Regions from separate parts of the Sus scrofa genome. Here regions 1, 2 and 4 are each linked to region 3. A link is a contact called in public Hi-C and HiChIP or PLAC-seq data. All regions are on one chromosome and are shown on one strand. Each heading gives the region's core, a stretch centred on a gene start, on an enhancer-like site or on the middle of the called end of the contact. The rest is flanking DNA. Distances are from core to core; before and after follow the strand shown. Region 1 holds the start of LMNA (lamin A/C). Region 2 holds the start of SSR2 (translocon-associated protein subunit beta). Region 3 holds the start of SCAMP3 (secretory carrier membrane protein 3). Region 4 holds the start of LAMTOR2 (late endosomal/lysosomal adaptor, MAPK and MTOR activator 2).

Region 1 (3,072 bases), core at 510-3,009, 640 kb before region 3:
GTAATTCTGGACAGGTAGGAGTGGGAGAGAGGAGGATTCCAGTGGGACCTAGGCCATTGGGAGACAGTTATACGCCCCCACAGGGGTGGGAAGGGGTGACTCTTTGGGAGAGGGTCTAGGAAATAGGGGGTGATTTGGAGAGTCAAGGCTATGGTTTGGGAATCCCTTTATAATGTTTCTGGGTTGGTTTTTTTTTTTTTTTTTTTTGTCTTTTTAGGGCAACAGCCACAGCATATGGAGGTTCCCAGGCTAGGGGTCCTATTGGAGCTGTAGCTGCTGGCCTACACCACAGCCACAGCCATGCCAGATCTGAGCCACGTCTGCAACCTGCACCACAGCTCACAGCAGCGATGGATTACCTTAACCCACTGAGCGAAGCCAGGGATCAAACTTGCATCCCTATGGATACTAGTCAGGTTTGTTTCCCCTGAGCCACAACAGGAACTCCCTAGAGTGCTTGGAGGGAGGGTCCCTGTCTTATTCATTCTTTGATCACAGGGTCAAGTACTAAACACCTGTTGAACTGCTGAGTCACTCCTGCACAGGTGGTATGGAAGGACCTGGCTGTTCTTTAAGTAGCTGCCACATACCAGGCACTGGGCTAGGGGCCATGTGGGGCTGATCCCACTTCATCTTGACTTCAGCCTTATGAGGAAGGTATTATTATCTGCATTTTATATACCAAAAACCCAAACTCCGAGAAGTTGACTAATTGACCTAAGATAGTCCAGCTGAGTAACTGCCTTCTTCCCATCCGGACCCAGCTAGATGGAATGATGCAGGCTTAGAACAATTAGCTTGGCTTAGTTTAGCTGGGAAGGCCCTCAGAAGGAGCGTGTTTGATGGCCTTTTGTAAAGCCAGTGAACCCCTCATTTGAATGAAATTTCACCCCAAAAGCCCAATATACTAAATGACAGAGGCAGAGTCTCTCTAGCAGGGAAGTTTAGGGACCCCTGCCTGGTGATCCTTTGCCCCTCCCCTAAGAGGCCCCCAGGGCTCTGAGAATTAAACCCCTCTCTTTACAAAGTGGGCTTCTCAGGCTGGAGAAGCTAAGATTTGCCCAAACACAGCCAGAAACCCCCAAATAGTACTCGGACCCTATTTCACACTACTGTAGGAGACAGGACATCACTCTGGACATACTGGAAGGGGCTAATCGACCTCAAGGGATGGGCATTATCGCTACCATGATGAGGCAGGGGTTGCAGGGGTCAGTGTAGGGCTGGCTATCTTCCCTGGGTGCTCCAGCCAGGCCAGACAGGGCCGCTAGATAATGAGCACAGAACCAACCCTTTACACTTCACATTTGGCTGGGCAGGTCTCCCAGGTGTCATCTTTTCACAATCCAGATTACTACCTTAACCCTCTCAAACCTCTCTGAGATGCACAAAGCAAACACCATGATGCCCATTATACAGATACGGAGATTGAGACTTGGGCCAGGTTAACTGATATGCTCCAGGCCACACAACAAGAGACAGAAGCAGGTCCCAAACTCCAGGGATTTGCCTCCAGGTTAACTACATCCCACCTCCCTTCAGTCCAGACCCCAAAGGAGCTCCATCCAACAGCAAAATCCGAGAGTCTGCCCAGGAGTCCCTGCCCGACATTCCAAACCCCATCCCCCACTCAAATGGGCCCAGAGAGCCGCCCCACCTGTGAGCCTCAGGCTTCCTGGAACCGTCACAATACACACCAAAATACTGCCACGGTACACACCAGACAAGAGCCAAAGAGGAATTCCGCAGTGACTTCGTCCTCTCTGCTCCCTATCTCCCAGCTTTGGCCCCGCCCCACCTGGTGAGGGTGGGGGAGGGGAGGTAGACGTAGGAAGGGGCGGGGCCCCGGAGACGTGGGCGGAGCCAAGGGGACGGGGCTTGTTCCCTCCAGGGCAGATCGGTTCGGGCTGGTAGGGCGACTCCGGACTCCGGCGGGGTGGTTCCTCTCCCGCCCCCCCGCCCCCGCCGCCCGGAGGCGGGCAGTGCTGACGGCTGGTTCTGACGCAGGCGCCTGCGTGTGGGCGGCTGCCTGTGAGTCTGTGTGTGTCTGTGTGTGTGTGGTTGCCGGGGCCTCCCGGGTCTCCTAAATGGGGGTTTCCTCTCCCTGTTGCCAAGGAAACAAACAGAAGCGCCACAACTCCAGAACTGGGGCCGGCGAAAAGGGTCCCCAAGCCCTAGGCGCCGAGAGGCTTCCAGGAAGTGAGGCAGAAAAGGATCCCTGTTTCCCCCCCCACCCCCAGTCCAGGTGCTGAGCAAACGTTACCCAATGTGGGGCCTGAAACTAGTGGCCACCTGTCCTGTTTGCAGAGCACTGAGGAGTTTCCTAGGACAAGGGCCTTGCAGTGCTCAAACCCGAACAGTTCCTGGCAAAACCGGACAGTTGGTCTTCCTAAGTGTCCATCCAATTTTTGTGGGGAGGCTCTATCTTAAAAATATGAGAATATCTTTTACAGATTTCACACAGATAAGTGAACACGTGGAAACCTGGTCAGGCTCCTCTAAGGGTCTTGGGAAGGCCTGTGCCACTGTGGATCCCTGAGCTTCACCTTGCTTAGCCTCACCATAAAACCAACCTGGGTTCCCAGCCCCTGCAGCCCCTAAGTTCCTCAGGGTCCCCTTCCAAGGCTAGCCCTTGGCACTCACCCCAGGGAGGTCAACTGGGAAAGCAAATTCTCCCCGGGGAGGATGGTGGTTAATCTGCAGGAGATTTCCTGATGGGGGAACAGATCAAAGGGCACTTCTGGATTAGTGGCGGCCACGTGTGGCAGGTGGATGGGCAGGGCCTTGGCCAAGGTCAGGAGCTCCTGGAGGGAGACTCCATGGGATGGAAGGGACTGCCTTGGGCCAGTGCTTCATCAGTCATTGCTTAGAAGCCAGAACTTCAGAGCTGGGAGGAGTCTAAGGACATCATGCAAGCCAACCCCCTCCTTTCTAGACCTGCCTTGATCCAGCTCCCCAGATTCCCCTGTCCCACTATCCCTATGCCAGCCCACAGGCTAGCCCCAGAGTAACACCCCAATTGCCCTCTTTGTCTAGTAAATCCAAAGCTTACAGGGCTCCCTGAGAGCCCAC
Region 2 (2,814 bases), core at 27-2,526, 560 kb before region 3:
CATGTTCATCTAACAAAGTTCTACTTCAGGAGTTCCCGTCGTGGCGCAGTGGTTAACGAATCCGACTAGGAACCATGAGGTTGCGGGTTCGGTCCCTGCCCTTGCTCAGTGGGTTAACGATCTGGCGTTGCCGTGAGCTGTGGTGTAGGTTGCAGACGCGGCTCGGATCCTGCGTTGCTGTGGCTCTGGCGTAGGCCGGTGGCTACAGCTCCGATTCAACCCCTAGCGTGGGAATCTCCATATGCCCCGGGAGTGGCCCAAAGAAATAGCAACAACAACAACAACAACAACAACAAAAAAAAGACAAAAAAAAAAAAAAAAAAGTTCTACTTCAATCTCTTGGTGGGGTTCCCTTGAAGATGGCAGGAAGAAGTTGTATTTTTTTGGAAGTCTTTCAATGGAAATATTTTCCTTAGCAATTGACTCTCAAATCTCTCCTCTAGTCAGAATAGATTCCAATAAGGAGACTGTAAATAGAGATGATGAAAATTCATCCAATCAGCAGGTGTTTCTTGAGCACCTCCTGTGCGTTCAGCATCACTGTAGGATCTCTGAATAAGTGTACACTAGAGAAATAGCACCTAATCATGAAGGTAGATTTTCCAGATCAGAAACAATCAGAAAAAAACCAAAAACCAAGCCGGAGTTCCCGTTGTGGCTCAGCGGTAATGAACTCGACTAGTGTCCATGAGGACTAGGGTTCAATCCTTGGCCTCACTCAGTGGGCTCAGTGGGTTAAGCTTCCACTGAGCTGTGATGCAGACAGCAGAGGCGGCTAGCCCGGGAACATCCATATGCCTCAGGAGAGGCCCTAAAAAAAAAAAAAAAAAATTAAAGAAAGGATCTACTTTTTTGGAACCTCAAAGGGCTTCTAAGGAAAGTTCAGGGCTTTCTAGGGTAGCTAGCTGGATATAGAAGATGAGTAAATTTTTCGCCTAGAAATACAGAGAATGGTGGTAGCCCGGAGAGCAACAGTTTTTCTCTAATTCCTAGCTCGATAGTACACTCGACATTGTAGACAGAAGATCCTAATCTCTACGTTTGCCAGTCCCACAAAGCACTTAATCAGGTGCTGGTCATCTACGGTACTGGAAAGCCAGCTTGAAAAGCCACTCTAGACGGCAGAATAATAAAAGCGTGAAAGAAAAGAAAGAAAAGCGTGAAGGAGCACAGACAAATCGATCACAGAGGCTGCAGCATCCCGGAGGCAGGCGCGCTCTACAAAGGAAAGGTGGGGCTTGTCTGAGAACTACAACTCCCAGAAGGCATCCAGCAGAGTACCAACGTTTCCGGCCAGAGCTCATTTCCGGTCTTTCGGGTGCTGACGCTCTCTTCCGGCCTTCGTGGCCCCCTGAAGGGTTTGTGGGGTGCGCACGGTGAGTCCTTTGATTCTGGGGGTGCCAAAGTTCGTGTCCACACAACACTCAGCGGCTGAGGGTTAGCTTTGGCAGGGCGGGGAGGGAATAGAGCACGCTGGCTGGAGGACGTGTAATCTTGGCAAGAGACGGAGGGGGGGCAGAACAGACTAAGCCCTCAGAGGGCCCCAGAAAGGGATGTGGAAGACGAGGACGAATGCGGTCCCGCGGGAAAAATGGACAGTAGGATACAGGGGCGTGAGGGAGGACCCCGCTAGCGCGCATTGGGATACCTGGGGTGCTGGTGGAGGAATAGCAGCCGGGGAAAGGCAACAGTCGTGAGGGATTCCTGTGTGAAGGAAAGCTAGAGGCTGCTACAGTTCCGAGATGGGCCGAAATGCGGCAGGCCAAGGAAACCTCTATTCTGGCCACATGGAGCTCTCTCAGAAGACCCCAGTAATTGGGGAGCACCCAGGACCCCTCGCAGTAATAGGTAGCAGATATGCCCTGGAGGTCTACAGATTTTCGAGGGCTGCAGGGTGGATTTGGTGGGAAGCTTGCGAATGGGACAGCTTTGGTAGCGTATACTCTGCTCTGTGAAAGTGGCCGCTGCTTTGATGAGCTCAAAAGATCTTTTGACGGACTTTGTAAGAAAGGACTGTCAGAAAGATTTTGGTGGTTTTACATGCTTGGATTGACTGCTCACTTGCTTTTTCCTCCAAAGATGAGGCTGCTGGCATTCGTGGTGTTGACTCTCTTTGCTGTCACTCAAGCAGAAGAAGGAGCCAGGCTTTTGGCCTCCAAATCACTGCTGAACAGATATGCTGTGGAGGGGCGAGACTTGACCTTACAGTACAACATCTACAATGTTGGCTCAAGGTAAGGAGGCCCTGAAGCTATAGGTTGGGCCCTTTTAAGCTTCTCAGGTATCTTGACTGGGAACAGGGATCAGTAATGATTTATCTTTGGGAGGACTCCAGCAACAGGTATAGTGTGTAAATGAATTCACTGCTGGATGACTTTTGGAGGAGGATATTCTTACCTAAGCTACAGGAAACCATCCTCCAATTTTGTGAGTTGCTAGAGTCTCATAGTGGAGAAGAAGAAAGAATTGTGTGAAATAGGGAGAGAAGGATGAAAAGGCAGAAAAGAGGAGTTCCCCATGTGGCTCAGCAGAAACGAATCTGACTAGGATCCATGAGGATGCAAGTTCAATCCCTGGCCTCGATCAGTGGGTTAAGGGATCTGGCGTTGCTGTGAGCTCAGGTTTAGGTTGCAGACTCAGCTCAGAGCCCTCATTCCTGTGGCTGTGGTGTGGGTGGTAGCTGTAGTTCCAATTCGACCCCTAGCCTGGGAACTTCTACATGCCGTGGGTGCAGCCCTAAAAAAGCAAAAAAAAAAAAAAAAAAAAAAAAAGAAAGAAAGAAAAAAAGGCAAAAAACACATGATCCTTTGTTAC
Region 3 (3,053 bases), core at 336-2,835:
GCTGGGCGCTACGTGCGAGAAAACTGCAAACCACTTCGGGTGAGCCGGGCTGGGAATAAATAGTGCCCACCACCCAGAGGTCACTTCCTTCTTAAGGTGTTTTGCCCCTGGAATGCATTTTACAAGCAGAGAGTTAGCAAAGTAGGGGAGGAAAACTGAAAGAAGACATCTTTTGTTGATAGAAGAGAGATGAGGGAGTGGTTTTATGGAGGGAATGAGGTTAGACAGCCATGTTTGAGCCAACCAGAGATGAAAGCAATGTCCTGGATTCTTTAGGTCAGACAGAAAAGCATAAACTACCTTTGAAGAGCTTACTTTTTAATGAGGAGCTAAAGAAGATTCCTGAAGTTGACAAGGATATACAAGTAGAACTTTCAAAAAGTATGAAGGAATAATGGTGCTAGTGGGAAGGTAGAACATCAGAAATGGTTACAGTGTGGTCATGGTTAGGTAGCATTCGTAACGGTTGTCCGCAGAGCCTTGGTCCTCCAGGATTGGAAGCCAGGGCCTTGAAGAAGAAGGCAGGGTTTGTAAGGCATCGTGCCTCACCTTTTTCCTGCCCTCCACCACCAGCGGTATCTGACCTCAGAGGCAGAAGAACACCACCAGCTCTTCGATCTGATTGAAAGCATGCTAGAATATGAACCTGCTAAGCGGCTGACCTTGGGTGAAGCCCTTCAGCACCCTTTCTTCGCCCGCCTTCGGGCTGAGCCACCTAACGCCAAGTTGTGGGACTCCAGTCGGGATATCAGTCGGTGACGATCAGGCCCTGGGCCCCCCTGCGTTTCTGACAGCAGTGGGTGTCCAGTCCAGGACACTGGTGCTTTTTTATACAAGAGAACAGAACCGGAGCCCACTCCTTCCTCCTGGCTCCGTGTGTACCTGTGAATATGTGAAATAGTGTAAATATGAAAGAACTTAATACCTATTGCTTCAACCCCTGCCTTGTACATAATGCTGTCCCATCTCACACTCTTCCCGCCCTCACCTGCCCCTTCACAGTTGAGTTGGATGGGGGCAGAATGAGGTAACCAGGTGGCATCAATCCCATGTTTTATAAGGAATTTTGTACAGTCTTTGTGAAATAAAATGACGTGCTTCATCGGACCCCCCTCCCTGGAGTTTGAGGTTTGGGGGGATGCTGGGGTGGAGGGATTGTCAACAAAGGGAGTCCCATCTTACCCTGCGACATTAATCATAGGCTGCCAGTTTATCTGCCCAGTCTGTCTCAGGAGAGTAGTAATGAGTAAGGTAAGATTTCTTGGTTAGAATGAAGGGCTAATGAAGCACTTTGATCTGGAATGACGAGTTGGGAAAGAAGTTCCGATTACTATAGCTGTTAGGCCGGGCCCCAGGATAGAGCCAGAAATCCAGATTTAAAACTTACTCAATAGAGCTCCTGGCAGGCGGCCGCCGCCACCTCCACCACCACCGGCGGGTAGGTCTCCCGTCGCAACTCTCCCAAGGCTAGGATAGACTCAGGTTCTGACGCTAGGCCCGCTGGGAGGTGTAGTTCATTAGTTGAGGGACGTCACATGACGTAGGGGCGGTACTTGGCTACCGGCAACGAGAGTTGTCACGTGGGGCACTTCCTTCTTTGCTTTTAGCCGAGACGCAGGCGCAACTCGCGGCTGCTGCGGGGATCCTTGTGACCCTTCCGGTCGGTACAGCCAATCCGTGCACAGAGAAGCGGGGCGGACCGAGAGGAGCGGAGCGGAGGGAGCTCTTGAGAGCCACGGCCGCCGCCACTGCCGCGGCAGGGGCGTGGAGGGCAGGGGGCGGCCCGGGCCGCGGTTGCAAACATGGCTCAAAGCAGAGATGGTGGAAACCCCTTCGCCGAGCCCGGCGAGCTTGACAACCCCTTTCAGGTGACTTGCGCCGGCCTCCTTGGGGCATCCTGGGGGACTTCTCGGTTCTAGAGGGTCGGGCTAACTTGTATTCCCATTCTTGACATTTGATCTGAGCAAGGGCCGCCACGTGGGAGTGACGATCAGTGAGCACCTGGGGGGCGGGCCCTGCCCCCGATAAGGAGCTGGTACTGGCAGTGTGGGGTGAAGGATTGGGAGCAGATACTGGGACAACAACGTGGCCTCCAAGCTGCAGTCCTTGCAGCCACAGGCAATTGAGAAGAGGCTCCTGTGAGTTCCTCCAGAGGCACCAGGTGCCAGCTGAGCCCCAGATCTCTGCCCACAGGACCCAGCTGTGATCCAGCACCGACCCAGCCCGCAGTATGCCACGCTTGACGTCTACAACCCTTTTGAGACCCGGGAGGTGAGATTCTGAAGAGCACAGGAGGGCCAGGAAGATTAGGGTATGCCAACAAGTCCACTCTGTTGGGGTACAGTGGACTTGTTTGCACGCGAAGGAAGGAAGAAGCAGGGTGATCTTAGCTCCCTGAGAAGCCAGTCTTCCATGGGATGTCTGAACCTTCTAAAGACACCAAGACCAAAGATCCATGTGGTTTGAGCTCTAAATATCGGTCCTGGGAGAAAGAACCTGGAGTCTCTTAGTGCCTGAACCAAGGCTCTGTCTAGGGAGGCTTCTTTAGAGATGAAAAGGGATGGGGCTGTTTGGAGTTGAGGAGAAAACGATCTATGCTTAGGTGTACAATTCGAAAGCAAGAAACGAAAGTGACTAGACCTGTTTATCTCGTGGGAATGGAAAATGCTAAGAGTTTTCAGAAGTTAAGGAGGTAGCTGGAGCTCTCCCGTGCTGCAGCTGCAGCAGGTTAAGGATCTGGTGTTGTCACTGCAGCAGCTCAGGGCAGTTTTTTTGTTTTGTTTTGTTTTGTTTTTTTTGTCTTTTTGCCATTTCTTTGGCCGCTCCCACGGCATATGGAGGTTCCCAGGCTAGGGGTCTAATCGGAGCTGTAGCCGCCAGCCTATGCCAGAGCCACAGCCAACAGAGGATCCGAGCTGCATCGCTTAGGTCCATTTTAAGGAGGTAGGTCCAGTAGATGAATGCTTTGAGTTCTGGCTGAGGAACTAGATGCGACTCCAGGTCATAGTAGCCCTCATCACCCCTCACATCACAGTCCTCTGATATAAATGCAA
Region 4 (2,806 bases), core at 61-2,560, 600 kb before region 3:
ATACTGCAAGGACCTAAAAATTTGTTAACTGAACAGATATAAAGGTGAATGAGACAGGTTCTGTTCCCAAGAAATTCAGTCTAATGGCGCTTCCTCTTTCTGGACTTTATCTCCTTTTTCTGTAAACTGAAGGAACTGGACTAGGGTCTGGACACTTTGCCATGCTTCTGAGTCTGAGAATCTCAGATGACAACACTTTGTGTCTGCATATCACTCTACAGTTTACACCTACCCTTTCATTTGATCACAACAACCCTGTGTGCGTGATGTGGTGGTGGGGATTATTTTCACACTGGAGATGTGGTAAAAAAGCTTGTGACTTACCCAAGGTTCCACAAATGGCAAGTGGCTGGCTGAGACTAGAACCCAGCCAGACCTCGGGTCCAATACTCCTTCCTCATCACCACTTGATACATAGGGTCCTGCCTATTATAAATGCTGCTGCAGACCAACTCTTAGTAATCTTCCAGAAATCCTGTCCCTGGGCCCCAACCATCCAGGATGGGGTCCAGGGTGCCCCTTGGGGGTCCCCTTAGGGACAGAGGAAATGGCTCCCCTCTCCATACCATGCAGTCCATGAGGATGAATTTGAGATTGTCTTCGTTAAATGCTTGGTTCCCGTTCCGGTCGTAGGCCGCCCAGATGTTACTGGCGATGGCTGCAGTGACTCGGGCGTCCGTATCCCCGTAACCAGAGTAGGCCAACAGAGATCCCTCGTTATTCAGCAGCCTGGAAAAGCATCAGAACGGATATCAACGTGCTCAGGATGGGGAGTAAAATACCTGACTTTCCATCCCAACTCGCCCACCGGCGCTCCTAGAAAGCAAGGGTCTGGGTTGAGTGTGTCCTAGAACATGCCCCAAACACCCAGCACGTCAGTTTCTCTTTCAAGAGTGGCCCTCTCGCCGGTTCACCCAAAGGCTGCCCCCTCTGCCACCTCCTCCCTTCCCAGAGAGCCTTCCCCACCCCTCCCTCGGAGAGCCGCGCGCAGCCCCACTCCAGTGCTCGCCGCTCGGCCTCTCGGTCCGCACTCACAGGGTGCTCTGGACACCTCCAGTGTTAGCTTGGCTTAGCACCTGGGTCAAAGCCTTGGGACGCAGCATGCCTGTGGCTCCTAACCCTGGGCTTTCACAACCTGATCCCGGAGTTTCCTATAACTGGCCTCCGCCTGCCGCTTCCCGTAGTCCAGCTGCCCGGCTCCAGAACTCCTGGGAGTTGTAGTTTCCTGGCCTGACTGTGCGGTTCTGACTCAACCCCGCCTCACCGCGGGGGGCGCTGGGAATTGTAGTTCCTCGAAGCTTCGCGAGGCACCCTGGGAACTACAGTTCGCCTTTCCAGTGAGACCACGCGGTTATGGGGGAAAAGAGCGGGAGTAAAAGGATAGTGGCAGTACTGGAAGGACATTTAACCCTCTCGGGCAGAGGAGTCATATCTGCTTGACAATCCACGATTCAGTAATTAAAAGAAAACAAAATTCCTATACTTGTCAGGCATACCTTGGGTTACTTCTCAAAGCAATTTTCTACATTATGCATAATTCTGTGAGATGAGGAGATAGATGCTATTGAGGAAATAGGCTCAGAAAGGCCATGCAGGCAAAAATCCAGGTCTCTGGAACTGTACTGAATAGACTTCTTGGAGGCCGCTACCCTCAGGGGAATTAAGTCAATCCTACAGAAGAGGTTTTAGGTAGATATCCAGAAGTGGAAAATTCAGCCTCCAAGTCGGGAGAAGCCTCAGGCCTGGAAAGGATTTGGGCTTTCCAAGAAAGACCAGTTATCATAGGGAACGGAGATAAAGCGGCGACACAGAAAGTCCTTTGTCCCGGAGAAAGAGTTAGTCGCGGAGGGGGCGGGTAGCTTTGGGCCCGGGGGCGGGGGGTTGGCACCTCAGCGCGACTCGGACCGGCTACCACGGGCGGTGGTCTCTCCCGGAGAGTTTGCTTCCCGCCCCTGTCCGGAGCAGCCCCTTTGGGGGCCGCCGCCCAGCAAGGCCCTGCCCAGGCTGCAGACCCCGGGCTCGGCCCTGGGCGGACCCCGCTGCAGTGGCCCCCCCGGTCCGCCCGGGGCGCTGTGGCTGCGGCTGGTCCGGAGGGGGCGGTGAAGCCTTGGGGAGGGGAGGGGAGAGGGGAGTGTTGGAGGCGCCGGAGCCGAGCACCGCCGGGCGGGCGGGGAGGAGGAGGAGCCGGGGCGGGCTGGCGGGCGGCCGGGTGGCGGCGGCGGCGGCGGCATGGCGGAGCCGAGCGGGGCCGAGACGAGGCCCCCGATTCGGGTCACCGTCAAGACCCCTAAGGACAAGGAGGAAATTGTGATCTGCGATCGAGCCTCGGTCAAGGAGGTAGTACGGGTGGTGGGGATTGGGGGGGTGCGGAGGAGTGGTCTGTGAAGAGGGGGGTGTCTCTGAGACCGTCGGGCGTATGGGAGGGCCGGGGAGAGGAGGGCGGGGGCCCAGCAGGCACTCGGGGAAGCGGGAGGGAAGAGGCGGCGGGTAGGGGGCGTCCTGCGAGGTCGATCCGGGGTAGCGTGGCGCGTGTTTGGGAAGGGAGGCCGGGGTTTGCCTTGTGGCCTGGTCTGGGGGCGTGGTGGAGTTGGAAGAGGACACCTTGCACAGGCAAGGGGGAAGGACCCTGTGTTGGAGAGGAGTGTTTGCGCCGCTTACTAGCGGGGGTTCGAGGCGCTGAGGCAGGGTGGGAGCCGGGCAAGGTGCGGAGGCCGGATAGTGGGCGCGGGGCGCAGGCGAGGAAAGCTCCAGGCTTCTACTGTGCGTCTCAGAGAACGCCCAGCATTCTGACGCCCGGCCGGTGCGG

Evidence for each region. A called contact is a pair of places that touch in the nucleus more often than the background predicts. HiChIP or PLAC-seq counts read pairs in DNA pulled down with a chosen protein or histone mark.
Region 1: an H3K27ac HiChIP or PLAC-seq map of alveolar macrophages shows a contact between it and region 3. The contact joins the promoter of LMNA here to the promoter of SCAMP3 in region 3. A contact is called at or near these places in 1 of 5 promoter capture datasets (liver) and 1 of 2 datasets of contacts at active chromatin or transcription factors (alveolar macrophages).
Region 2: a contact with region 3 is called in a Hi-C map of liver, with 2.9 times the contacts expected there. The contact joins the promoter of SSR2 here to the promoter of SCAMP3 in region 3. A contact is called at or near these places in 2 of 5 promoter capture datasets (fetal liver and liver), 1 of 47 Hi-C or Micro-C datasets (liver) and 1 of 2 datasets of contacts at active chromatin or transcription factors (skeletal muscle).
Region 4: a Hi-C map of embryonic fibroblasts shows a contact between it and region 3, with 6 times the contacts expected there. The contact joins the promoter of LAMTOR2 here to the promoter of SCAMP3 in region 3. A contact is called at or near these places in 1 of 5 promoter capture datasets (liver) and 3 of 47 Hi-C or Micro-C datasets (embryonic fibroblasts, heart right ventricle and liver).

What each region holds. Positions count from the first base shown.
Region 1 is chr4:93,924,525-93,927,596 of Sscrofa11.1, forward strand. LMNA (lamin A/C) reads right to left here and starts at 1,760. Exons shown (of 13, transcript NM_001111257.2): 1 at 1,658-1,760.
Region 2 is chr4:94,009,448-94,012,261 of Sscrofa11.1, forward strand. It overlaps SSR2 (translocon-associated protein subunit beta), which reads left to right and starts at 1,277. Exons shown (of 6, transcript XM_001928470.5): 1 at 1,277-1,376; 2 at 2,080-2,234. The coding sequence starts at 2,080.
Region 3 is chr4:94,568,978-94,572,030 of Sscrofa11.1, forward strand. It overlaps SCAMP3 (secretory carrier membrane protein 3), which reads left to right and starts at 1,586. Exons shown (of 9, transcript NM_001185169.1): 1 at 1,586-1,868; 2 at 2,194-2,271. The coding sequence starts at 1,803. CLK2 (dual specificity protein kinase CLK2) reads left to right here. Exons shown (of 12, transcript XM_021089727.1): 11 at 1-39; 12 at 574-1,107. The coding sequence ends at 759.
Region 4 is chr4:93,974,251-93,977,056 of Sscrofa11.1, forward strand. LAMTOR2 (late endosomal/lysosomal adaptor, MAPK and MTOR activator 2) reads right to left here and starts at 1,311. Exons shown (of 4, transcript NM_001243627.1): 1 at 1,036-1,311; 2 at 567-729. The coding sequence starts at 1,103. UBQLN4 (ubiquilin-4) reads left to right here and starts at 2,136. Exons shown (of 11, transcript XM_003125701.5): 1 at 2,136-2,337. The coding sequence starts at 2,230.